Linked DNA regions of Mus musculus: regions 1, 2, 4 and 5 are each linked to region 3. The links are chromatin contacts, called in public Hi-C, HiChIP or PLAC-seq and promoter capture Hi-C maps. All regions are on one chromosome and are shown on one strand. Each heading gives the region's core, a stretch centred on a gene start, on an enhancer-like site or on the middle of the called end of the contact. The rest is flanking DNA. Distances are from core to core; before and after follow the strand shown. Region 1 holds the start of Dock1 (dedicator of cytokinesis 1). Region 2 overlaps Adam12 (a disintegrin and metallopeptidase domain 12 (meltrin alpha)). Region 3 has its middle 36 kb from the start of Adam12. Region 4 overlaps Fank1 (fibronectin type 3 and ankyrin repeat domains 1). Region 5 holds the start of Dhx32 (DEAH (Asp-Glu-Ala-His) box polypeptide 32).

Region 1 (4,299 bases), core at 97-2,596, 410 kb after region 3:
CTTTCCAATTCTAGTTGAGTTGGCCCCTCTCTGGCTCTGACATGCAATCTTACACAATGTAGCCTTCATTCTTTTAAACTTTCATTCCTTTAGTCCTTGAAGATTCCCAGGCTGGTGTCTTTGTCATTGTTTCTAGGATGCAAGAGAGGGCACACAGTAGAATATGCAATCTCATTTGCCCCTTCTAATAGCTTGCTGTGGACCCGAGGTCCCCTTGCACCCCTCCCCTTAGTTTTAACCTTTTCTTGGATTCTAATGAACGCTCAGGGTGTGTCTATGGGCAGGCCTTGAAGAAATCGGAAGTATTGCACTTGTGGGTGGCTGGCACTGGGTGAGTCTGAGACCAGCCTCCTTCAGATTAGAGTTGCTAGGAGCTGCTTGTTCTAAGCTGGAACTGGCTTCCTTTCTCTTCCCACTTCCTCTCTTTCCCCACTTCAGCAGGCCCAGTTCCTACTGAACGCCTCAAAGTTGCTGCAAACTAGGAGCCTCATTGTGCTGCTCCAGACCCTCAACACCCAAAGAGATCTGGGCTGTTAGAAACACCCAGGGGCTGCAAAGTCTTTTCCTAGGCTTCTCTTACCAGTGCTGACTGTACATCACCACTCCCATCAGCTACTAGGCACGCTCAATGCGCTCAGACCCTGGCAAAATGGGTGCCCACTTTGAATGAATGAATGAACTACGATGAACTCCTAGCTCTGCTCCAACGCTCTCCACCAGGTCAGAACTGGGGTTTCCGCACTTCACACCAGTGAGTACATGTGTGGTGTCTGACTATTTGTGTTAGATCCAGGCCTAGAGGGCTATAAGGATTTGTGGTGTGTGTGTTCGCGCGTGCACGCTTGTGTGTGAAAAGATAGCACTTTGTGAGGTGCAGGGTACAGTGTTCAGGATGGTGTGCGTGGTGTGTGTGTGTTGTGTGTGTGTGTGTGTGTGTATGTGTGTACCCTGTATGGTACAGAGTGCAGAGTGTTTGGGATGCTGGGTGCTCGGTGTTCAAAGTAGAGTGTGGGTAAAGAGTGCTGGATGCGGTGCAGAGTAGACAGTGCAGGGTGAGGACCATACAGTGCAGATTAGTAGGTGCGAGGTGCACGGTGTTTAGTGGAAAGTAGAGGATGTGAGTTGCACGGTTCCTGCAGCATGCAGGGCGTCCATGGGCTCCGGGAAGCAGCCTGGGTCCCTCGAGGGACCCGGCGGGCCGAGCCCCAGGGCACGCGCGCCTGGGCGGGCTACAGCCGGCCGCCGTCCCGCCTCTCGCCGGCGCTCCCGGCCTTTCCCATCCGGCCCGCGACGCTCCGCCCGCCCCGTCCCACATGACACCGCCTCCGCCGCAAACTTTTTCCTCCCCATCCTGTCGCGGCGGGGAAGGAATGGAAGATGGCGGCCTAGGCGCAGAGTTTCCTGCCCGAGCAGCGGCGGCAGCAGCGGCGGCTCCAGTGGGCTGCGGCCAGCGCCACCATGACGCGCTGGGTCCCCACCAAGCGAGAGGAGAAGTACGGCGTGGGTGAGCAGCGCGCCGCCCCGCGCCCGCCCCGCGCGCAACTTCCCCGCCGCGGCGCCCAGCCTGTTGCCGCGCGGTGCGGAGCCCGGCCCGCCCGGGGCTGGAGCCCGCGTGGGGAACCCGGGGACCCTCCGGGGTCCACCGTGCTCCTCATTCCCGCGCATTCGCTCTGTCGTAGTCCCGTGTGCTCCTGCGTGCGCGGGGCTCCCGGGGTCATTGTTTGTGTGCGTTTTGGCTTCTTCGGGAAACTTCTGTTTGGCATCCGGGACTCCGGGTGGACACTTTTCATTGTGCAGCGCTCGGATCTGTGAAGCCTCCTTTTCTCGCGTGAGGAGTGGCTGCGCCTCCCGGGTTGGGTCGGTGCCGCCTTTCCCGCCCTGGATGGTAGGGGACACTCAGGCGCTCCTGTGTCCCCGGGGCTCTGGAAACGGACCTCGAGGGCGGGGACCTGGTTTTGCCTTTGTCGCTTCCCTAGGGGGTAGAAGGAGTAGGGTTGCAAGCTTACTTTTGATCCAAGGAGTCCCGCTTTCCTCAATGGCCAGACAGTCCCAGAGCCCTGCAGACCTTGTCTCGCCCCCCAGCTAGCCCACATCAAAAGTCAGGTCTGTCTAGGCCTCAGGGCTCGCTGGCATTCCAGATTTGACCATTCCGTTTCCAGGCTCCTGCTCTCTTTTCCCTAAGGATCCTCTGACGCCCAGCCTCACCTGAGCAGAGACTCTGACTTGCAAGCAGGCATTTCTTGGGGATTTGCAAGCAAGCATTTAGGGGAGCTTGCTGCCTTCCACCCTAAGGGCTGCCTTGGGGCACTTTCTCAGCAGCTGTCTGTTCTAGGCATGCCTTCAGCACCGTCTTGCAGGCCTAGTTCATGTCCCAGCCCGCTGTCTTTGAAAGCTTCCCGGAGACTCCAGTCTACAAGGCCGTGTCCTTCCTTTGAACTCCAGTTACTTATTTCTGTAACAAGTAGGAGATGGTGGCCATGGGGGCAGGGCTGGAGAAGCCTAGGGCCCCTACCTCCACTCTAGGCCCACACCCAGGTTTGGAGGATTTTTCCCTGCGTTGTGAACACTGGAGCTGAGCTCCACCTGTGCTTGGCCGACCTTTCAGAGGCCCATGGCAGAGCTGGGAAGGGCTGTTAGAGTCCCATCTATTTAATTTGGGATGAGGGTCCTACTTAGGATGGCTTCAGGGTGTGGGAGGTTTTCTCTTGGGGTTGCCCAGGACTGTTGAAAGAACAGCTAGAAGAGTGGCAGGGGCAAGCAGAAAGCCAGATAGTCGGGGTGCAGTTGAGGAAGGAGGGCCCTGCAGAGGACTCCCGGGTAGTGGAGAAACTTGCCCCCTGTGCTTTACCCTTGTAGCATAGTAATGGGAGCTGCTGGGTTTGAACCCTGGCAACAGTGGGTTCACATTCATCCCTGTTCTGCTGCAACTGCCACGGTGCCTTGGGATTATTGGGGAGGGGAGTCTATTTCTTTGATTTTTTTTTGTTTATTTTTTTGGGGGGGGGACAGAGTTTCACTATGTAGCCCTGGTTGGTCTGGCTTCATACAGAGGTCTACTTGTCTCTATCACCTGATTGCTAGGTTTAAAGGCATGCATCCTCACATCTGGTGGGTCGTGTCGTCGCCCCCCCCCCCCCGCCTCCCCCCCAGCATCCTCCACTCCCTTTAAGTTGGAAGACTGTTTTGTTGCCATTTGGGAGAAAGAAATAGGCAGGCTGGAGACCTCAGCAGCCTTGGGAATGAAGGGTTGTAGATAGGAAAGAAAATGGCTTGGGAGAGGTTGGGGGTGGGGGTGGGGGTGTCGGGGGGGGGGGCAGTTAGTCCAAACCTAGTTTGTAGTGCAGGGTGGTAGTGAGGTGCATACCAGTAAAGTCGGAACTTGGGAGGATCAGAAGTTGAAGTTCATCTTCTGCAGCATAATAAGTTTGAGGCCAGTCTGCGCTACGTGGGAGCGTATCTCAAAAGGAAAAAAGCTGTATTTTCTAAGCAAAAGGCCAGAAAACATTTAGCAGTGGAAACACTGTGAGTTCTTTTGTTGGGTGTGGGGACTTCACTTGAGAGAGAGGGAAACAGACACAGAGAGACAGAGAGGAGAGACAGAGAGAGAGAAGAGAGAGAGAGGGAGACAGAGACAGAGAGACAGAGAGAGAGAAGAGAGAAGAAGAGAGAGAGAGAGGGAGAGAGACAGAGAGAGACAGAGAGGAGACAGAGAGAGAGGAGAGAGAGAGAGGGAGAGAGAGACAGAGACAGAGAAAGACAGAGAGGAGATGGAGGGAGGGAGGGAGGGAGAGAGAGATATCAATCCAGCGCTGGGGTGTAGGTAGGGTGGTGGTGGCACTACATTTTGCTGTAACGTCCCCTAGAGACATGGATGTTGCCTCCAGTGCGCCTTTTGTAGTTCTGTAGTGTGGCTTTACCTGGAGAAGTTGGGGAGACATTCCTATGTAGGGGCAGGAGGGTCTCTCTCCAGAGGTGGGAAGCAAGCAGCCCAAGAGGCTGTGGCTGTCTCAGTGAAGCCATACACCCTCCCAAAGGCACTCTTGGATGTGACTTCTGACATCAAGTCTTTTGCTAATGCATTAATCTCAAAACTGTTTTTGCAGAGTTCTCACAGGAGAACTACTAAAGTGATTCCCAACCTTCCTAATGCTACGACCCTTTAACCCATTTCCTCATGCTCTGGCGACCCCCACCCCCACCAACTGTAACATTATTTTGCTGCTAATTCATGACTGTGATTTTGCTATTGTTATGAATCATAATGTAAATATCTGATATGCAGGATATCTGACATGTGAC
Region 2 (4,415 bases), core at 1,778-4,277, 260 kb before region 3:
GGTATTTAAGCACACTGTGAGATGCACTAAATCCTGCCGGAATGGATGGCTTAGGAACATCAGAGCAGACATGCATGGTGAAGAATGGTAGAAGAGACCTCACAGAGTCACCTATACACAGTTTAGGAGGAAGGTCACTGCAGGAGTTCTCAGAAGAAAAAAAAAAACCCTGTAGGTAACATCCTCAAAGAAACCTCACCACAGATGCCTCCTGGGAGGACAGATCTCTGTCCAGATTCAAGGTTAATTGTGCTGGTGAAAAAAGGTTGAGTCGCAGCTCTAATTAAATAGCTGATTGACAAGGAATGCCCGCTCATACTCAGAACTCCTCATCCAGGACTCCAGTAGCATACCAGCTTTTTGTAAGAAAGGGACCATCCCTTCTAAGTGACAATAAGGTTTCAGCCTGCCTCTGACATGCCCATGTCACCTCACAGGTGCCTTGCTCCTACTGATGACAGTCATTCACAAATACAATCTTAAGTTTGCTAAGAAAAATGACTGAGGCTGGAAAGATGGTTCAGTGGCTAAGAGCATTTGCTGTTCCTGCAGAGGATGGGGGTTTGGTTCCCAGCACCGGCTCTGTACCTCACAACCATCTGTAATTCAGTTCCAGGGAAGCAGATATGATACCCTTTTCCAGCCTCCATAGGCACCTGAGTGCATGTGGCACACAAACTCATGCACCGCCACCACTGTCACTATCAATTGACAAACAAACAAACAAATAAACAAACACCAGATGAATTTGAATAACAGGGAAACCCTTGCTATCATGAGAAATTTGCTAAGATAATCTCATCTCAACAACACAAGAGGATACAATTCTTGGGTCATCTAAAAGGCAAAGGATGAAGGGAGGTGAGAAGGCTGCAGGGAGACAGGTAGTGCTGTTTGAGCTTTTTATTTTCTGACTTTAGAGTCCTTTCTATAGATTCAGGATGTTAATATTTTATTGCCATTATTGCGCAAGAAAATTCTTTGAACCCGACCATTACTGCCCAGAGTTTCTGGCTTTATAAATTCGAGTCTCTTCTGTCCCCCAAATTTACTGTTACTAAAGACAGTTTTCTTTGAGGTCACGGGTACATGCCTTTTATTTTCTTCTATTTACATAGTCTTGAGAGTAGCTCTTTAATCTCCCCAGGATTTATTTACAACCTGGAAGTACAGGCCTAGTTTATGCTGGCTCCTACAAGCTCACACCAGCCATTAGTCACCACTGCTCATCAGTTTTCTCCCAACACTCTGGCATGTGCTATGTTTGTGACTTTTCTTGTTTCTGTGATAACCTGGTAGAAACTTCAAGGAAAAAGGATTTCTTTCGGCTCATAGTCCATTGTGGCAGGGGAGGCACAGTGGACTTCTTGGCAGAGAGGGATGCTGTTTGCTCCCCCGTGACAACAAAGAAGTAGAGTGGCTTAGCCCTAGTGACCCACTTCCTACAACAAGGCCTCCCCCCTCCCCACCCCCCCCCACCACCCGGTATAACCACCAGCTGAGGACTTAGTGATCAAGCATGCAAGACATTCAAACAGCATTTGGGAATACTCAGGGTATGTCTATGTCTCTTCTTTGTTTTATAGTCCACCAAGGAAGGCTCAACTGTCCACTCCTAAGCCAGTTCCACTCTTTTAATTACAATTGTTTTACGTGACAATTGGATAGCCTGCAGAGCTAATTCTCTTTTACAATTAAGATTACATTCCCATGCCATACATTTCACTATTTTAAGGCATGACATGTCAGCATTGTAATGGTGTTCTGCTTAGAGTACACAGAGTACCTGAAGTCCTCCATCACTGAAATCCATAAGGATGCACGACCATCTCCACCATCTCATTCCAGAGCATTTTAACGACCCCACAGAGACACCTGGAACCCCACAGTCCCTCCTCACCACCCCTGGCAACCACCAGTCTCCCCTCTGTCCCTATGGATTTGCGTGTTCTGTTCATTTTATGTAAATGGAAGCCTGTGATACATGGCCCCGTGCCTGGCTTCTTTCATGCAGCATAATGTTTTCCAGGTTCTATCATGAACTCTGCTTTTTCTTGCCGAAGAGTATCTCACTGCACATGCTGTGGTATGGACAGCTGGTGCCCAGAGGTCAGGGCTGGAGAAGGAATTACCTACAGATGGAAAACTGCAAAGGCAGTGGCCGATGGAGGGGGCACACAGTTCAGGGAGCACCCATGCTGACACAGGAGCACAGAGTGCCTAGCAATCTCTCTCTCCTCCATGAGACTGTCATTTTCAGTGAGCAGTGGCTTGGTTCAATTCAGGGACTGAGAGGGGATGTGGTTGCTTGGGCAGCCACATCAGATATCTCGTAGAACATCAAGGAGGGGACACAAGGATAGGAGTGTGCCTCCTCGCCTGTGTGCATTTTGAATGACCCTGCTCTTCCCCTTTACTTTCAGGGAGTCATGTAAAAGTTTGTTCACATGAGGGATGCATGTAACTGGATAGAAATATCTCAGGGCATCAGAGGGATCTTGGTCCCCTCCCAGGCTGTGCTATACAGGCTGGAGGTAGGGGGTGGGTTCTAGCCCTGGGCCCCTGTAGGAATGTCAAAGCTGAAGGAGACACTGAGTAGGACAGCATAGCAGCTGCTATTGGAGTTTGGGCTGCCCAGATGAGCGGGATCACTAGCCTTTGAGATCTGTCTTAAGACTTTCCCTCATTTGGGGGAGGGGATGATAAACCACACAGTGACGATAATTACTGACTTCTGAAATTTGAAACTCATTTGTTCTCAGGTTCTATTGTTAATGGATTATTTATCAAGTGTACTTTCTAATTAAATACACAGGAATACAAGCTCATTAAAGCACGGGCTGAAAACAAATTAGAATCAAATTAATTTCCAGTTCAATAACTTGAAATATTGCTTTTATGAAGCAGGGGAAGTGGAGTTTAGTGTTCATAAACCATTCCTTGAAGTCAACTACCCTACCCATCTTCATTGTCATGAGCGCTCACAACTTACTTCTCAGGTTACCCGAGTTAGCTCATGAGCCCATTGCTCACTCTTAACAGGGATTAACCTCTTAGACTGCAGAGCACAGTCACTCGATTCTCCCAGACAATTCCTATTTCCTGAAATTCAGTTTTTTTCAACATGACTCACCACACGCAAATGAACATGATTTCATTTTGATGAAGTTGTGAGTCACTGTCTGGATAACTTCATGACTCAGAAATACATAGTTGGGCCCTCCATGTATTGGTTGAGAAATTGGATTGTGGCAGAGTTATATTTATGACCCTGTAGGGACCTTGACTCCTAAGGCAGGGTCAGAGGCAAAGGGATCTTTACAGGTCCCTGAGTGGAGACCAGTGTTGGGAGCCGCCCCCACATTCGCCGTCACAAGATGGCGCTGACATCCTGTGTTCTAAGTGGTAAACAAATAATCTGCCCATGTGCCAAGGGTATTTTACGACTACTTGTACTCTGCCTTTCCCGTGAACGTCAGCTCGGCCATGGGCTGCAGCCAATCAGGGAGTGATGCGTCCTAGGCTGGGGGTTTGCGCTCCTAGCTCCTGAAGATGTAAGCAATAAAGTTTTGCCGCAGAAGATTCTGGTCTGTTGTGTTCTTCCTGGCCGGGCGTGAGAACGCTATTAAGAATTGGTGCTGAAACCCGGGACGAGAAATTCCGGGACGAGAAAAAATCCGAAAAGAAAAAACCCGGGAGGAAACTCGGGACGGGAGTTTCACCGGCGCAAGGAAGATCCCTCATTCCAGAACCAGAACTGCGGGTCGCGGTAATAAAGGTTCCCGTAAAGCAGACTGTTAAGAAGGATTCAACTGCATGAATTCAGAACTTTTCAGCTGGGGAACGAGAGTACCAGTGAGTATAGCTTTACGAGGTAAGCCTGGCCTTGAACTTTCTAAGGAAATTCAAGACAGTCTATCAGAAGTAAAGTGGAAAATAGCTTTATAAGGTATGTTTGGCCTTGAACTTTCTCTAGTGTTAGAAGCCCTTTTGTTCCTTTTCACATGTTATCAAGTGGTTAAGGCAGGGCGGATTCTGGATGAAGTTCAGGACAATCTATCAGAAGTAAAGCGGGGAGAGAGAATAGGAGCAAAGAGAAAATATGGTACACAAAATAAGCATACAGGCCTTTCCACGGGTCTTGAACCTGAGGAAAAGTTTAGGTCAGGTAAGAATACCTGGGGAGAGATTGGAAGGAAGGAGAAGGAAAAAGAAAAGAAAAAAGATCAATTAGAGAAGCCAGTTCTTAATAGTTCTGAATCAGATGAAAAGGCTATTAGGGCCTGGAAGGCGCTCTCCCGAGCAGGTGAAGCCACTGGACAATAATGACAGAGGCAGGCTCTTGCAGCCTACAAGGTCTTATTGTCCACCCTGGAGTTGTAGATCAGGATTGTAAAGGGGAACTTCAGGTTCTC
Region 3 (4,293 bases), core at 1,327-3,826:
ACATGGGAAGCACTGGGCTGGCAGGTAGCACATCATTAGCCTTTAACAAAATGCTTTCTCAAGCTATTCTTGAAACACACACACACACACACACACACACACACACACACACACACACACACACATATATATATATATATATAATTTATAAAGGGATTTACTGGAACAGCTTATAGGATGTGGTCTAGCTAGTCCAACAATGACTGTGATTATTATATGATATATGTCATATACACACACACACATATATATATGTATATGTACACACACACACACACACACACACACACACACACTTATAAAGGGGTTTCTTGGCATGGCTCACAGGATGTCGTCCAGCTAGTCCAACAATGGCTGTCTACCAATGGAAGGGCCACGAATCCAATAGCTGTTCAGTTCATGGAGCTGGATGTCTCAGCTGGTCTTCAACATAGACCTGAATCCCAAGGAAGTAGACTGTAATGCCAGTGAAGGATCAACTTGCCAGAGAGAGTATAAGCAAGCAGATAGAGAGTAAGCGTCCTTCTTCGGTGGATTTATACAGGCTGCCAGCAAAGTGTGGTCCAGACCTCAAAAGATCTGGATATGTAGCAAAGGATTGCCTTAGCAGGTATCACTGGGAGGGGAGCCCCTTAGTCCTTCGGAGGCTCGATGACCCAGGATAGGGGAATGCTAGGGCGGTGAGGCAGGAATGGGTAGGTGGGTGGGGGAGCACCCTCATAGAGGCAGGAGGAAGGGGACAGGGATAGGAGGCTTGTGGAGGGGAAACTGGGAAGGGGGAATAAATAACATGATAACACTTGAAAGGTAACTAAATAAAATAACCAATAAAAAACGAAAAAAAGATACGATGTTTCAAGAGAGAGAGAGAGAGAGAGAGAGAGATCTGGAGTAAAGGTGTATCTTTCCACTTCAGAGATCCAGATTAGAAATGAGTCTTACCACTTCAAATACTAATGATTTCATTTAAAAAAAAATCTCTCACAAGTTTGCCCAGTCATTGGGCTGTAGCTAATTCCAGACATAGTCAAGTTCACAACCCCGAATAGCCATTATATTTTCCCTCTTTTCAGCTGTGTGTGTGTGTGTGTGTGTGTGTGTGTGTGTGTGTGTGTGTGTAGGATATGTGTGAAGCCAGATGATGACAATTGGTGTCTACTTCAATTGTTCTCCATCTTCGTTTTTGAGGCAGGGTCTCTCACCAAGCCTAGAGCTCATGGTTTTGGCTAAGTGAGCTGGTGAGAGAGGCCCAGAGAGCTTCCTGTCTCTCTGTCCCCAGCGTCGGGATTGTTGGAACTGCAGGTGTGTGCTGTTGGGCTCAGCTTTTGCTCGTGGGAAGCACTCAGGACCAACCACTGCATGTCAGCTCATCTACTGAGTGAGGAGTCATCTTCCTCCCTGTCTTTTAAGAATTTTAAAAGTTTTCCTTTGTTTGTCTTGAGATGCTCTGAAAAAGTCTGCTCTTTCCTTCCCAGGGTCTAAGGCACTTAGATCTGGGACAAACACTACTACTTGAAGTCACCTTTCTGACTGCACCAAGGCCCGACAAGTGCCATTCAGGATGTGTCCAGGAACCTTTTTTGAGAGGCAAAGGAACCAACTAGAATTTCAGTGTCGCCCTCCCTCCTTTTGTGCACATTCCAGATGAGCACCTCAGATTAAATCTTCCATTGAGACACCACCTGCAACTTAAAGAAAAGCTCTGAACTTTTGGAGAAGCTTGCAAAGTTGTCATTGCTATAGTCCATGTGACTTGTAGACCGAGGTCTGCCTTGGTGGAGGATCCTGGCCTTCGAAAATAAGCCACAGGATGTTAGTGGGGGACCTTGCAGAATCTCCAGTACCTGTTGCATAGCCTGCTCTTCCAGGATCAGCCAGCCTTGTCCCAACTGTACATAGCAAGATGGGGGAGGGGAAGAAGAGGGAGGGGGAAAGGGAAGGGGAAAGGGAGAGGGAGAAGGAGGGAGAAGGGAGAAGAAGGGAGAAGGGAGAAGAAAGGAGAAGGGAGAAGAAAGGAGAAAGGAGAGGGAGAAGAAGGGAGAAGAAGGGAGAAGGAAGAAGGGAGAAGGAAGAAGGGAGAAGAAGGGAGAAGGGAGAAGAAAGGAGAAGGGAGAAGAAAGGAGAAAGGAGAGGGAGAAGAAGGGAGAAGGGAGAAGAAGGGAGAAGGAAGAAGGGAGAAGAAGGGAGAAGAAGGGAGAAGAAGGGAGAAGGGAGAAGAAGGGAGAAGGGAGAGGGAGAAGGAGAGCGAGCTAGAGAAACTTCCAAAGTGATTCAGTCCCAGGAATGGGCTGCTTCTGCCAAGGATGGCGGGTTTCAAAGGTTTCTGCAGGGCTACACATTTGTGGGCAATTTTGATGAAAGTACAAATTCAAGGAGCCTTACCATGTGGAGCCATCTGCTGATGGACACACTGTAATCACTTAGCAGCTCACTTCCTTTGAGAGTGCACACAGTGCATTCCTGTCCACCCAAAGAAGTCTTTTTTTTTTTTTTCCTACCACATTCTTAGTTGCTTGACCCAGAACTCTCATGTACCAATGATTAGATCACACTCCCTGGGCAGACACATCCAGCCCCTCCTGCATACACTGTGCCTCATACCCAGACTGTGGGTCATCAGATACACTCAGAGGCCAGGTCTAGTGCATGACTTTTTTTTTGCCAGTGAATGGTGAAAAGTAGGGACTCTGAGAGACAGAGAATTATCCACACTCTCTCATGATTGGCTGCCTTACCGGTACTTCTTTCAGAGTCTTGCTCCACAGAGCAAGTATTTGCTGACTCACCCAGGGGAGCTGACAGCTTCCAGGAAGTTGGGTTGGCAACAGACGCTGTTTGAAGAGCCAAGACAATTGTTTTCCCATTATTCCATTACCAGCTGGCAGACAGGATGTATAACCCAAATAGGAATTGCTCCTTCCACATAAAGTCATGGGGACCACCGGGAGATGGCTCAGTTCTCTTACCACCTGGATGTCTCTAAGGATTTCAAATGTTGCCTGGTCCAAACTCAGGAATCTTTCTTTAGAAACTCCTCAGCCCCCTCATGCTGCATCTCTGAAAAGCCATCTCCATTCTGGACCTAAGACATCCTCAAATGCAAACAAATCATTCTCAGAGAATTTGTTTGGTGACGTTAAGATGGCAAAGTCTAGTTAGAATTTTCAAACCCCACGGAGTCTTTCTTGAGGTCTGAGTTTAAGAAAAATACTCAACAGTTGGTGGCCAGTTCCTGAGAGGAGGGAAGAAATGGCTGCGTTATTTCTGTAGGCCTTGATTTCTCTACTTATCATAACATTAGATATTTCTGTTATTACTATACAACATAAGAGAAACTCAGGCTGTGTTCGATCCATTTGTCAGCATTAAAATAATTTCTACAATAAGAAAATAAGCTCAACAGGAAACCAAATGTTCATTTTCTGCCTTGTCCCAGCCAGAACAGAGGGACCATTACCCCACACCAGACAACACGCCATATTCCTACGTGGTTCCCCTCTCTGGGACCTTAGTTAAGAACCGCCCTTGAAAACATTCTTTAGTGCCATTTAATGTGCGGCTGGCTCTTCCTTCTTTACATTTGAGGACTCAGCAGCAGGTTTGGAGTGAAGGTGAGTGTTTTATGAACTCTTAAAAGTTGGCTCCATCTAGCATTCTCTCTTTAAAATGTTAGCTGACAGAAACCCACCTCCTTAAGTATCACCGAACAGTCTGGAAACAGCTGGGCCCTGAATTTAGATGCATGGGAAAAGCTTCTGAAATACTCTGGAGATACTAAAGAAAAGTAAGGACAGATGTCTTGGGATCTTCATCCAAGAGAGTCTGTCCTTAACTATCGCAGAATTGACTTAAAGTGTGCATTTTTTTTCAAAAAGCTGTTGAACTGTACATAGGAATTCATTGGCGTACTGAGAAGAGGCCCTAACAGTATTTTAGAAAAGCAAACACAAACTTTGCTGAGCTGCTCTGAAAGGATTCCCAAGGTGATGGGAACATGGAGGGGATGTGAAAGTTTACCAGAAGCCAGGAGCTTGGGAAGCCGTTGCAGGTCGGTCACAAGTTCAAGGCCAGCCTCTGATACATAGAAAGTTCAGAACTAGCCTGGGTTACATGAAACTGTATCTCAAAAGCCCTAAAACCAGCCAACCAAATGTTTTCAAGAATATTTTGCATTTCTTTACTTATTCACTGCGCTTATGTGTGGGGGCAAGCACATGCTATGTGCACGTGAAAAGATCCAGGGGACAAGCTGTGGAGTCAGCTCTCCCCTTCTGCCCTGTGGGTCCTGGGGAT
Region 4 (4,382 bases), core at 756-3,255, 400 kb before region 3:
TCCCCTGCACCCCACTCTTTAATTGTTAGCTAAGCGATAATATCCTGATGTTTGAGAAGCATTTCTCTGTATTCAAATGAAAATAGTATTAACTGAAATATAGTTACCATATGAAAATAATTTTGGACCTTGAATCCCTGACTCAGTTAGGTTTCTATGACCAAAAGCAACTTGTGGAGAAAAGGTTTATTTCAGCTTACAGTTCCACACCACAGTCCATCACGGGTGGGGGCGGGGGCAGGGGTGGGGGCGGGGGTGGGGGTGGGGAGTCAGAGCAGGAACCTGAGGCAGGAACTGTTGCAGAGGTCATGGAGGAGTGCTGCTTACAGGCTTGCTCCCCATGCTTTGCTTAGCTTGGTTTCTTACACTCCAGGACCCCCTGCCCAGGACTGGCACCGCCCACAATGGGCATGGGCTCTTCCATATCAATCATTAATCAAGAAAATGCCCTATAGACTTTCCCATAGGTATATCTGGTCAAACATGTTCTCAACTGAGGTTCCCTCTTCCCAAATGACTTTAGCTTACATCAAAATTGACAAAAACAAAAACAAAAAAATTAGCCATCAAATCCCCAAGATTTTCTTTAATCATGTCACATGTTCTATTATGAAGGTGATTTCCTTCTAAACACATATATACATAATATAAAATGTATTGTGTGTGTGCATATGTGTGTGTGCATGTATATGTGCATGTGCAGGGATAGGTACCCATGGGGGCCAGAGGAGTGTGTTGAGTGCCCTGCTTTTTCATTTAGCCCCTATTCCACTGAAACAAGTTCTTTCATTAACACCCAGCTTGCCCTCTGGCAATGACCACCTGCTAAATTGACTGGACAGCAAACCCCAACTCTCCTCCTATCTCTCCCCACTCCAGTGCTGGCGTTGCAAGTGTGTGGGATCACAGCCAGCTTTCTTTCTTTTTTTAAAAAAAGATTTATTTATTTCATGTATGTGGGTATACTGTCGCTTCTTCAGATACAGCAGAAGATGGCACCAGATGCCCATTACAGGTGGTGGTGAGCCACCATATGGTTGCTGGGAATTGAACTTAGGACCTCTGGAAGAGCAGTTAGTGCTCTTTTTTTTTATTTTTTTTATTGGATATTTTCTTTATTTACATTTCAAATGTTGTCCCCTTCCCCGGTCCCCTCCCCCAAGCCCCCTGTCCTATCCCCCCTCTCCCTGCTTCTATGAGGGTGTTCCCCCAACCACCCACCCACTCCCACCCGCTGTCAGTGCTCCTAACCGCTGAGCCATCTCTCCAGGATCTGAACTCAGGCCCTGATGCTCTTTTTACCCACTGAACCATCCTTCTCATCTTTAATTATATTTAAGTATTTTTTAATGGAGGGAGAAAAAGACAGCCTTCTGCTTGTCTGACTTGGCCAGAGCATGGGGGAACTGTCCTGGCTATGTGCTTCTGCTGCTTCTTGGCCTGCCCTTTTCCTTCCTTTTTTCTTTCCTTCCTCTATTCTTTCTCCCTCTGCCTCCCCTCTCTTCTCTCTCTCTCTCTTCTGCTTCCCCTCTCCTCTCTCTCCTTCTCTCTCTCCCTCTCTCTCTCTTCTTCTTGTTCTTGTTCTTCTTGTTCTTCCTTCTTCTTCTTCTTCTTCTTCTTCTTCTTCTTCTTCTTCTTCTTCTTCTTCTTCTTCTTCCTCCTCCTCCTCCTCCTCCTCCTCCTCCTCCTCCTCCTCCTCGTTGTTGTTGTTGTTGTTGTTCTTCTTCTTCTTCTTTTTCTCCTTCTTCTCCCTCTCTCTCCTTGTTTCTTTCTTTGATACCAAGTGCCCAGGGTTCATCTAGACAGATACCAGCCACGTGCACCAGCCTCCAGCTGATACAGTGTCTGCGTCATTCAGTTGGCCCCAGAAGCCTGGCTGTGGTCTGGCCAGAGAACAGTCTGGGATAGCGGTCTGCCATCCAGAGCTGGTGGCATCATCTGCACACCCTGGCTCCAAGGGCCTTTTAGTGAAAGGTTTTATCCCTTGGAAAAGTGTGTGCATGTATCTGACCACTAGGTGGCAGGCTTGGACTGCAGCAGCCTCAACCTCATTCATCTTCCACCTCATTAGATCATTAAGGCAAATGCCTTCTTTACTAGGATGGTTATCTACTGCATGCTGGGCTGGTGGTACTGGGGCTTCCTCATGCCCTGGCAGTTTGGCTCTGGTCCATCAGCACTTTGTAGTCTGTATCACTGGAGTGATCTTTGGCTTGGGTTTCCCTTATACTTCTCAGAAGTACAGTTACCTAGTTTTGTGGGTTCCCCCTCTGCTCCCCTTCCTGAGGCCAGGGTATTCTGTTCTATTTCTGTCTGGTTCCTGTGTGTCCCACGCCCTGAACTACCCAGAATTTGCCAGTGAGATGAGTCTTTTTGCTCGTTGTCTCTTCTTTCTAACCTGAAGGTTGACTTGTTGTTTGTTTTTTTCACTCTCATTTGTCATATCATCTCAAGTGGGTCTTCTCTACATGGAAGGTGAAGGCTGCCATACAGTCTGACTCCTTAGGGTATTGTTTAATCATGTTCCACTGTGAAGGTTGTTCCCTTTTAAAGCTGTCCGTGTGTATGTGTGTGTGCACTCATGTGCATGTATGCACATATTTGTGTTGTCTGTTTCTTTGTGTGATATACATGGTGCATGTGTGTGTGTGTGCAGCTTGTCCACACCTGCTTGATTACCTCTTCTTTCTGAGCACAAACTGTCTCTGATGTAGGCACTTCCTGTCTTTTGAATATGCCTTGGCATCCTCTCTGTGTGTTTCTTGTTCTCTGTGCCCTTGTCCTGCCAGAGTAATATTCTGCATCAACTGTCTTGCTGTCTTACTGTTGCCCTTCCTTGCTGTGACAGTTGTCACCCTCTTGTGCTTTTTATTCACGTCATGTCATGTATTACTGAGTGCACATGACATTGCAAACAGTGTCCCAAAAGCCAGAAATATGGCACTGGAGTCAGATAGGAATTCCTCATGTTGAGAAAAACACCTGCTAAATGAGACATGCAAGTAAAAATGTATAGTGTGTCAGGGGTGCTAGGTCCTAAAGAAGAAAGAATGGGGCAGGTTAGGGGTCTGGGACCAGGATTAAGGGCCTGAAGCAAGTGTGGGGTACTGAAGGGGACTTTCCAGGCCAAAGCAGTGTCAAACAGGAAAGCTCATGGAGGAATGTGGAGAAGAGGTGTGAGCAGGTGGGGGTGTTGATGAGGTCGACAAGGTAGCAAGAGGTAAAGGTGTGGCTGTGACTTATCCAGAGAGCACTGGCTTTTACTAGAAAGAGGTTGGGGGGAGCAAGTGAAGTTGTTCGTCCAGAAGAGGCAGGGTCTACATGGTCTATGAGGGCCACTGTGGCTGCCTGAGATGAGGCTGTGGGAGGAGGGGCAGTAGGCAGCAGAGAGGATTAATCAGGAAGCTTGTGCCATAATTGAGGGGGGAGACAGAGGAGGAGTGTGTGAACTGTTTGGACACAGGATGCTTTTAGTGAAAGATTTAAAGCATTTGCAAGTGGATCCCGGTTCAGGCCTGTAATCCCAGGTACTTGGGAGGCCAAGACAGAGGAGGTCACTTGAGGCCAGGAGATGGGGACTAGCCTAGACAGATTTCCAAGGCTTCACCTCAAAAACCAAAGCAGAACACCTTAAAGTTTGCCAGTGTACTAGACCTCTATTAACTACAGGGTGTGAGTGAATGCCCTCAGGCAAGGGAGACTGTGTGTAGACTTGCATGTGCACACGTGCTCACACCACACCGTACCACACACTCACACACACACACACTCACAGGCATGCCCACCCATACCTTAGGGGACCAACCCTACCCAAACCATAGTGAGGACGCTCACTGAGCGATATAGTCTACCCATTCCTAAGAGTCACCTGCTCCAGTCTGAGCCATCCTTACTTTCTAGATTATAATTTTCAGCCCATGTAGTATTTCTGGACATTTATTCTGCTTGGTTTAGAGAGGTCACATTGTGGTGAGTGTATTTATGTTTCTCATGCTTGTCTGATTTTTTAAAAATTCAAACACTTTTTTTAATGCAATCAGAACCATTCTTTATTATCTTATATGGCTGTATAGCCAACTGTGTGTCTGTCTGTCTCCCAGCTGCCTGTGATGGCACTGGCTTCTGCTCCACTTTGGCAGGCGCAGCAGTCTTCTGATGGCTGGAAGCTGGCATGCAGGATGCTTCCTGGACTTTCTCTCTATCACTGCTGGCTACTGTCCAGGGGCTCCATCTTGCCATGCGGCCTCTCTATAGCAGGGAGTTAGAACTCCTCATAGTGGCTGACTCCCATTGCACCTGTGCGAAAGCTACAGGTTTCTCATCACCCAACCTCAGCATCACCCAGCTCCTCTCCTGCCACCTTCCTCCCATTCCAGGGCACA
Region 5 (4,512 bases), core at 1,594-4,093, 480 kb before region 3:
TGAGTCTAGTTTGCAACAGGTTTACCGGGAAAACAGTAAAGCAGATATGGAAACAAGGTTGTATCCTACCTTTGACTGAGCCCCTTAGTGAATTCAGAAAGTAGCAGAGAGTTAAAACCCAAAATTCCTCAAAGCAAAGCGGTTCTCCCAGTTATGACAGTGGGGGCAGGAGACAGAACCCACATGCTCAAGTGATGTAATCCTGGCTGCCCTATTTGCGCTAAATAAAGCTAACCTCTAACTGAGTTGTCTTCAGTTTTCATTCTGGGAGGGGCAGCGATCTAAGAAAAAGAAAGGTTGCACTTTTTAAGTCTTCTGGCTACCTTGTTATTCCCTGCTAAGGCTGCTTTCCTTGGTTTGCTACCTGGACGCCACAGCTCTGTGCACAAAGAAACTTGGAAACTTAAAAACAAAGCAAAAGCCCCCCCCTCCCCAGGGCCTCTTTGATTTTCCTTTGACCAGGAATAACATTCTGAACATGACAGCCAAAGGAAATGGACATAAGAGCAGAAAGAACCCAAAGTGACAATAAAATCTCGAGCATCTTCTCTCAGGGTAAACACATCCCTACTCGGAAGTTCCCATCCACTGAGTAAGTACACTGTGCTAGGTGCTGGAGGGGAAATGTCGTGATGAACACCATCCCCACTCCTCCTCCTAGCCAGTTGTTTCTTTCAAAGGCTCCACATCCCCTGAAGAGCTTGGTTTCACAGTTAACTGTCTTTATGCACGGAGACTTCCTCAACGCCCACTTCTAGGATTTAGGTCTCTTCTAAAGCATTATAAGTTACTCCTTCAGTAATTTCTATTTCCACGTTTTCAATCTTGAAATCCACACACAATGGCCACATTTAGTCTTTATTACCTTAGCATGGAGATCTCCACTCTCATTTAAGGAAAAAAAATCCCTCAATATCTAGGCTACTGATTTTCTGACATTTTAACTTCCTCTCCTGTGTGTGTGTGTGTGTGTGTTGCCAGGTTTGTTTGTGACATTTGCTGTTCCATTATAACCATGTCTTCCTGCATGGGAAAGCGTCATTGTGATTTTGCTTCTGAGAACCAGTGTTTGGGAAATATTGGTACTGAAGCACCCAGAATCTTACTCTGTCTCCTCCGTCCTCTAAGTTACAGGAACCTGAATTTCTCTGTTTGATACTTTAGCCTAGGAAGTTTGAGTTCTGCATAAATCACAGCGCTTGTCTGCACCCATTCGTAAGCCTCCTAGCTTTGACAATTCACCCTCATAGAGAGGGAAGCCTAATTTGGCAGAATATAATAAATGTCCATTTCCATCACAGAATAGATGCTTCTTGGATTCAACTAAGCTTTGAATGACTCCCTGGGGAAAGTAATTCTCCCCTGAGTCCTTGACAGCCACGCGGTAGAAATCTCTCTACTGGCAAAGATGAGTAATCACTTATATGACCCCAATAGAGCTGGCTGGGCCTTCCATTTTTCTCTAGTCCTGTCTATGGCAGCAGTAGGGGTTGATGGAAGGCCTTTAATGTCCAGCGCTGACCGGTAAATCAATCCTACAATTTCCTCTGTTTCTCCGCACTTCCTCATCCCTTTCTTATCTCTTCTCCATTTTTCTTCCTTCCTCTGCTTCCCCCTCTTCTCTCCTTAACCCATGACACTCTCTGAGGTGGTTTGAAAATTCTACACCATACCAGATAAAAATTCCTAGTGGGTTTTTCCCCCCTTCACACCTTTCTTAAAGGAAAACCTGGATCCTGGTCTTTGAAACCAGTATCCTACACAATTTGGCTGACTCAGTGACCCCCCTCTCCCCCCAAAAAAAATCAACAGGAAAAATGAGTATTGTAACACAAACACAAACACACACACACACACACACACACACACACACCAAACTAAACCAATTTCCAAGATCCCACAAGGGGCCCACAGCCTGAAATATGATAGGTGACAGTGGGGATGATAGACAGAGCAGGACTAGGGGAGGAACTGCCCGTAGTCTCAGTAGACAGCCTTGGCCTACTATAGAGGCAGGAGCAGCTTTCACACCCTCACCTAGGCAAACGGATTCGAACACCCCTCTCTGAAACATGTGGTGCAAAGAACGAGTCCTCCAGGAGGAGCTGAGAGCACCCATACTCGGAGTCTTAGGGTCATCCTAGCCTTGACCTGGGACAACATCCCGGTATAGGGTACCCACCCTGGAAAAGAGCTGCCACGCGCAAAGGCCGAGTCCGGACCATGACTTGGGGCAACATCCTGAAGCAATAGCCCTTCACTCTGGAGAATGGGTACTGGCAGGCAAAAGCTGGGTCCTCCAGCAGGAACAGGGTCTATCTCGACTCTCACCCGGGCATCTCCGGGTTCATCCGGACCCTGACCTGGACGGACGCCAGATGCAGGGGTAACCCTGACTCTAGCTTGGGGTTACGGCGGTGCAAAGACCGAGTCATCCGGCTGGAGCAGGGTTTGTTCTGACTCTCACTGGGGCGTCTCAGGTCATCCTAGACTTAACCCACCAGGGTCCAGAAGATCTCAGGCCGGAGCTCCGGTTCTCCTTCCGGAGCTGGGGGCGCCCTCGCCCTCAGCTGTGCCTGGTCGGGCGGGGCCGCAACAGGTGCGCGGCCTCCCTGCTTCCCCGCCGCCTGCCCTGCCGTTACCTGCAGCGGCGGCCGCCGAGGCCTCCCAGAGCCTGGGCGGGAGCTTCCCGAGCCCGGCCGACGTTCGCGTGGTCCCTAGAGGAGCTGACAGAGCGTTCCCGAGCTCGGGGCGCGGCTCTGCTGAAGCCGCCGCGCTCCCGGGTCGCGACCCCCCTGCGCCACTCCCGCCCGTGCGCTGCTCTGCGTTTCCACGTCACTTTTTGGTCCCTCCCTCTCGCCGTCCGCCGGGCCCCGCCCGCCCGCTCGCCTGCCCATCCCCGGTTGTCAGGGCAACCCGAGCGACGCCAGACGAAGACAGGCGTTAGGAGGGCGGCGCCGCCAGGGCTGGGCCCGAGGGCCCCCGGGAGCAGCTGACCATGGAGCCCCACAGTAAGCGGCGGGCTAGGGCCTGGGGTGCGAGCAGAGACCGAGCTAGCCGGGCCAGGTCTCGAACCCTCGGCTAAATGATCCACAGATTCCACAGAGCACGGCTGATGCCCTCACTAGCAATGGGCTTACGAATGGTTAATAGTGCTTCCAGTGTCTTAGTGAACCTCCATGGAGCCTGGGCCTTGAATTTATGTGTTCTTGCCTCTCTTCGATCTTATCCCTAAAGTCTGTGGTATATATAATTCATGTGCTTCCGCCCAGCATAAGATACATAACAAAAGTTTCTCATTCCTGTTTGTCTTAAATTTTCCGTTCTTTGTTATTGACTATTCGTGCGGATGCATGTGTTTGTGCACACGTGTGCAGGTGTCACACAGGTGCACATGCAAGTGTGCCACATTTGTGTGGAACCCAGAGGGGACATTCTGGTGTCTTTTCTTGCCATCCACCTTGGTTTTAAATTTTTATTTTATTTTATTTAATGTGTACAGATGTTTTGCCTGCATGTATATGTCTCTGCACCACTCATGTGCCTTGTGCCTCTACAGAGACCAGAAGAGAGAACCCAATCCCCTTGAACTATAATAAAAGCAGGCTGTGAGTAGGCTTGTGGGTGCTGGGTCCTTTGGAAGAGCAGTCAGTGTTCATGATATTTGAACCACATCTTCAGGCTCCCACCTTGGTTTTCAAGACAGGGTGTCCCACTGACCTAGAGCTCTAGTGAACTAGGCTAGGCAAACCGGCTAGCAGAACCCCAGAGGTGATCCTGTCTCCAGCTCTCTAGGGCTGAATCTACAAATCACACCACCACACTTGATATTTTATGGAGGTTCTGGGCATCAAACTTGGCTCTTTTACTTTCTGCAAGCATTGTTTGCGCGAAGTCATCTCATTAGCCCTGGTTTTTGTTTTGTTTTTAAAAATACTCTTAAGTTTGAGTTTGTCTCCTGCAGCCCAGGCTGACCTTGAGTTTAGGGCAAACTTCGTGACCTAGCCTCCTGAACCAGTGGCTCAGAATCTTCATGGCTCCACATTCTGAAAGTGCTGGGGCTACAGTGCTGTTTTTCATTTTGTTTTGATTGAAACAGAATCTCACTATCTCTCTGGCTAGCTTGGAACTCACTGTTTAAAGACCAGGCTGGCTTCAAATCCACAGGTCCACCTGCCTCTGTTTATGAAGTGCTAAGATTAAAGGCATGGGCTACCACGATGGGCTACAAAGTTGTGTATGATAGATGGCTGAAGATGTGTGCTTTAGAGTTGCTAGAACTGAGGTACCCTGGAACTCACCTCTCTGTCCACTGTTTTTCCCAACCTTTCCAGGGACTTTGTCCTAGGCTCCTTCCCTCCTCCCCACCCATGCTGTTTTATTGCCTCCTTTGTTCTTAAAACAAATACACTGTTTGACTTAGAGACTCCAAAGAGCTCAAACCTTGATAAGATTCAGTTTGATGCTAAAAAATAAATCAAATTGTCTTTTTTTGCATAGTTTCAAACATAA

Evidence for each region. Promoter capture Hi-C pulls out the DNA fragments that hold promoters and counts their contacts. HiChIP or PLAC-seq counts read pairs in DNA pulled down with a chosen protein or histone mark. Hi-C and Micro-C count contacts between places; a contact is called where the count stands out from the background.
Region 1: a contact with region 3 is called in a promoter capture Hi-C map of the 3T3-L1 cell line, with 4 times the contacts expected there. The contact joins the promoter of Dock1 here to the enhancer-like site in region 3. A contact is called at or near these places in 2 of 39 promoter capture datasets (both in the 3T3-L1 cell line) and 1 of 484 Hi-C or Micro-C datasets (embryonic stem cells).
Region 2: a contact with region 3 is called in a CTCF HiChIP or PLAC-seq map of the NIH/3T3 cell line, with 5 read pairs. The contact joins two enhancer-like sites. A contact is called at or near these places in 1 of 15 datasets of contacts at CTCF or cohesin (the NIH/3T3 cell line) and 2 of 115 datasets of contacts at active chromatin or transcription factors (embryonic fibroblasts and embryonic stem cells).
Region 4: a Hi-C map of muscle stem cells shows a contact between it and region 3, with 3 times the contacts expected there. The contact joins two enhancer-like sites. A contact is called at or near these places in 1 of 39 promoter capture datasets (hippocampal neurons), 2 of 15 datasets of contacts at CTCF or cohesin (embryonic stem cells and pro-B cells), 16 of 484 Hi-C or Micro-C datasets (the 3T3-L1 cell line, the C2C12 cell line, the N1E-115 cell line and 8 more), 4 of 115 datasets of contacts at active chromatin or transcription factors (embryonic fibroblasts and embryonic stem cells) and 1 of 9 other capture datasets (pancreatic islet).
Region 5: a contact with region 3 is called in an H3K4me3 HiChIP or PLAC-seq map of stem cell-derived neural progenitor cells, with 4 times the contacts expected there. The contact joins the promoter of Dhx32 here to the enhancer-like site in region 3. A contact is called at or near these places in 4 of 39 promoter capture datasets (the 3T3-L1 cell line, frontonasal cranial neural crest, hippocampal neurons and 1 more), 3 of 115 datasets of contacts at active chromatin or transcription factors (embryonic stem cells, extraembryonic endoderm stem cells and stem cell-derived neural progenitor cells) and 2 of 9 other capture datasets (adipose tissue and embryonic stem cells).

The regions. Positions count from the first base shown.
Region 1 is chr7:134,669,341-134,673,639 of GRCm38.p6, forward strand. Dock1 (dedicator of cytokinesis 1) reads left to right here and starts at 1,347. Exons shown (of 52, transcript NM_001033420.2): 1 at 1,347-1,504. The coding sequence starts at 1,459.
Region 2 is chr7:133,998,629-134,003,043 of GRCm38.p6, forward strand. All of the region lies in intron 4 of Adam12 (a disintegrin and metallopeptidase domain 12 (meltrin alpha)), which reads right to left. Among named protein-coding and RNA genes, the nearest start is that of Gm39103, 22 kb to the right of the region's middle. Within about 2 kb of position 3,028, at least 24 of the 459 cell types and tissues checked have an H3K27ac peak or open chromatin away from gene starts, as enhancers often do. A contact at or near this core is called in the NIH/3T3 cell line, where this site is marked.
Region 3 is chr7:134,258,820-134,263,112 of GRCm38.p6, forward strand. No RefSeq gene overlaps it. Among named protein-coding and RNA genes, the nearest start is that of Adam12, 36 kb to the left of the region's middle. Within about 2 kb of position 2,577, at least 78 of the 459 cell types and tissues checked have an H3K27ac peak or open chromatin away from gene starts, as enhancers often do. A contact at or near this core is called in the NIH/3T3 cell line, adipose tissue and muscle stem cells, where this site is marked.
Region 4 is chr7:133,854,501-133,858,882 of GRCm38.p6, forward strand. The region is part of intron 2 of Fank1 (fibronectin type 3 and ankyrin repeat domains 1); the gene reads left to right. Among named protein-coding and RNA genes, the nearest start is that of Gm51500, 77 kb to the right of the region's middle. Within about 2 kb of position 2,006, at least 18 of the 459 cell types and tissues checked have an H3K27ac peak or open chromatin away from gene starts, as enhancers often do. A contact at or near this core is called in muscle stem cells, where this site is marked.
Region 5 is chr7:133,773,960-133,778,471 of GRCm38.p6, forward strand. It overlaps Dhx32 (DEAH (Asp-Glu-Ala-His) box polypeptide 32), which reads right to left and starts at 2,844. Exons shown (of 12, transcript NM_133941.2): 1 at 2,643-2,844. It overlaps Fank1 (fibronectin type 3 and ankyrin repeat domains 1), which reads left to right and starts at 2,932. Exons shown (of 11, transcript NM_025850.2): 1 at 2,932-3,011. The coding sequence starts at 2,999.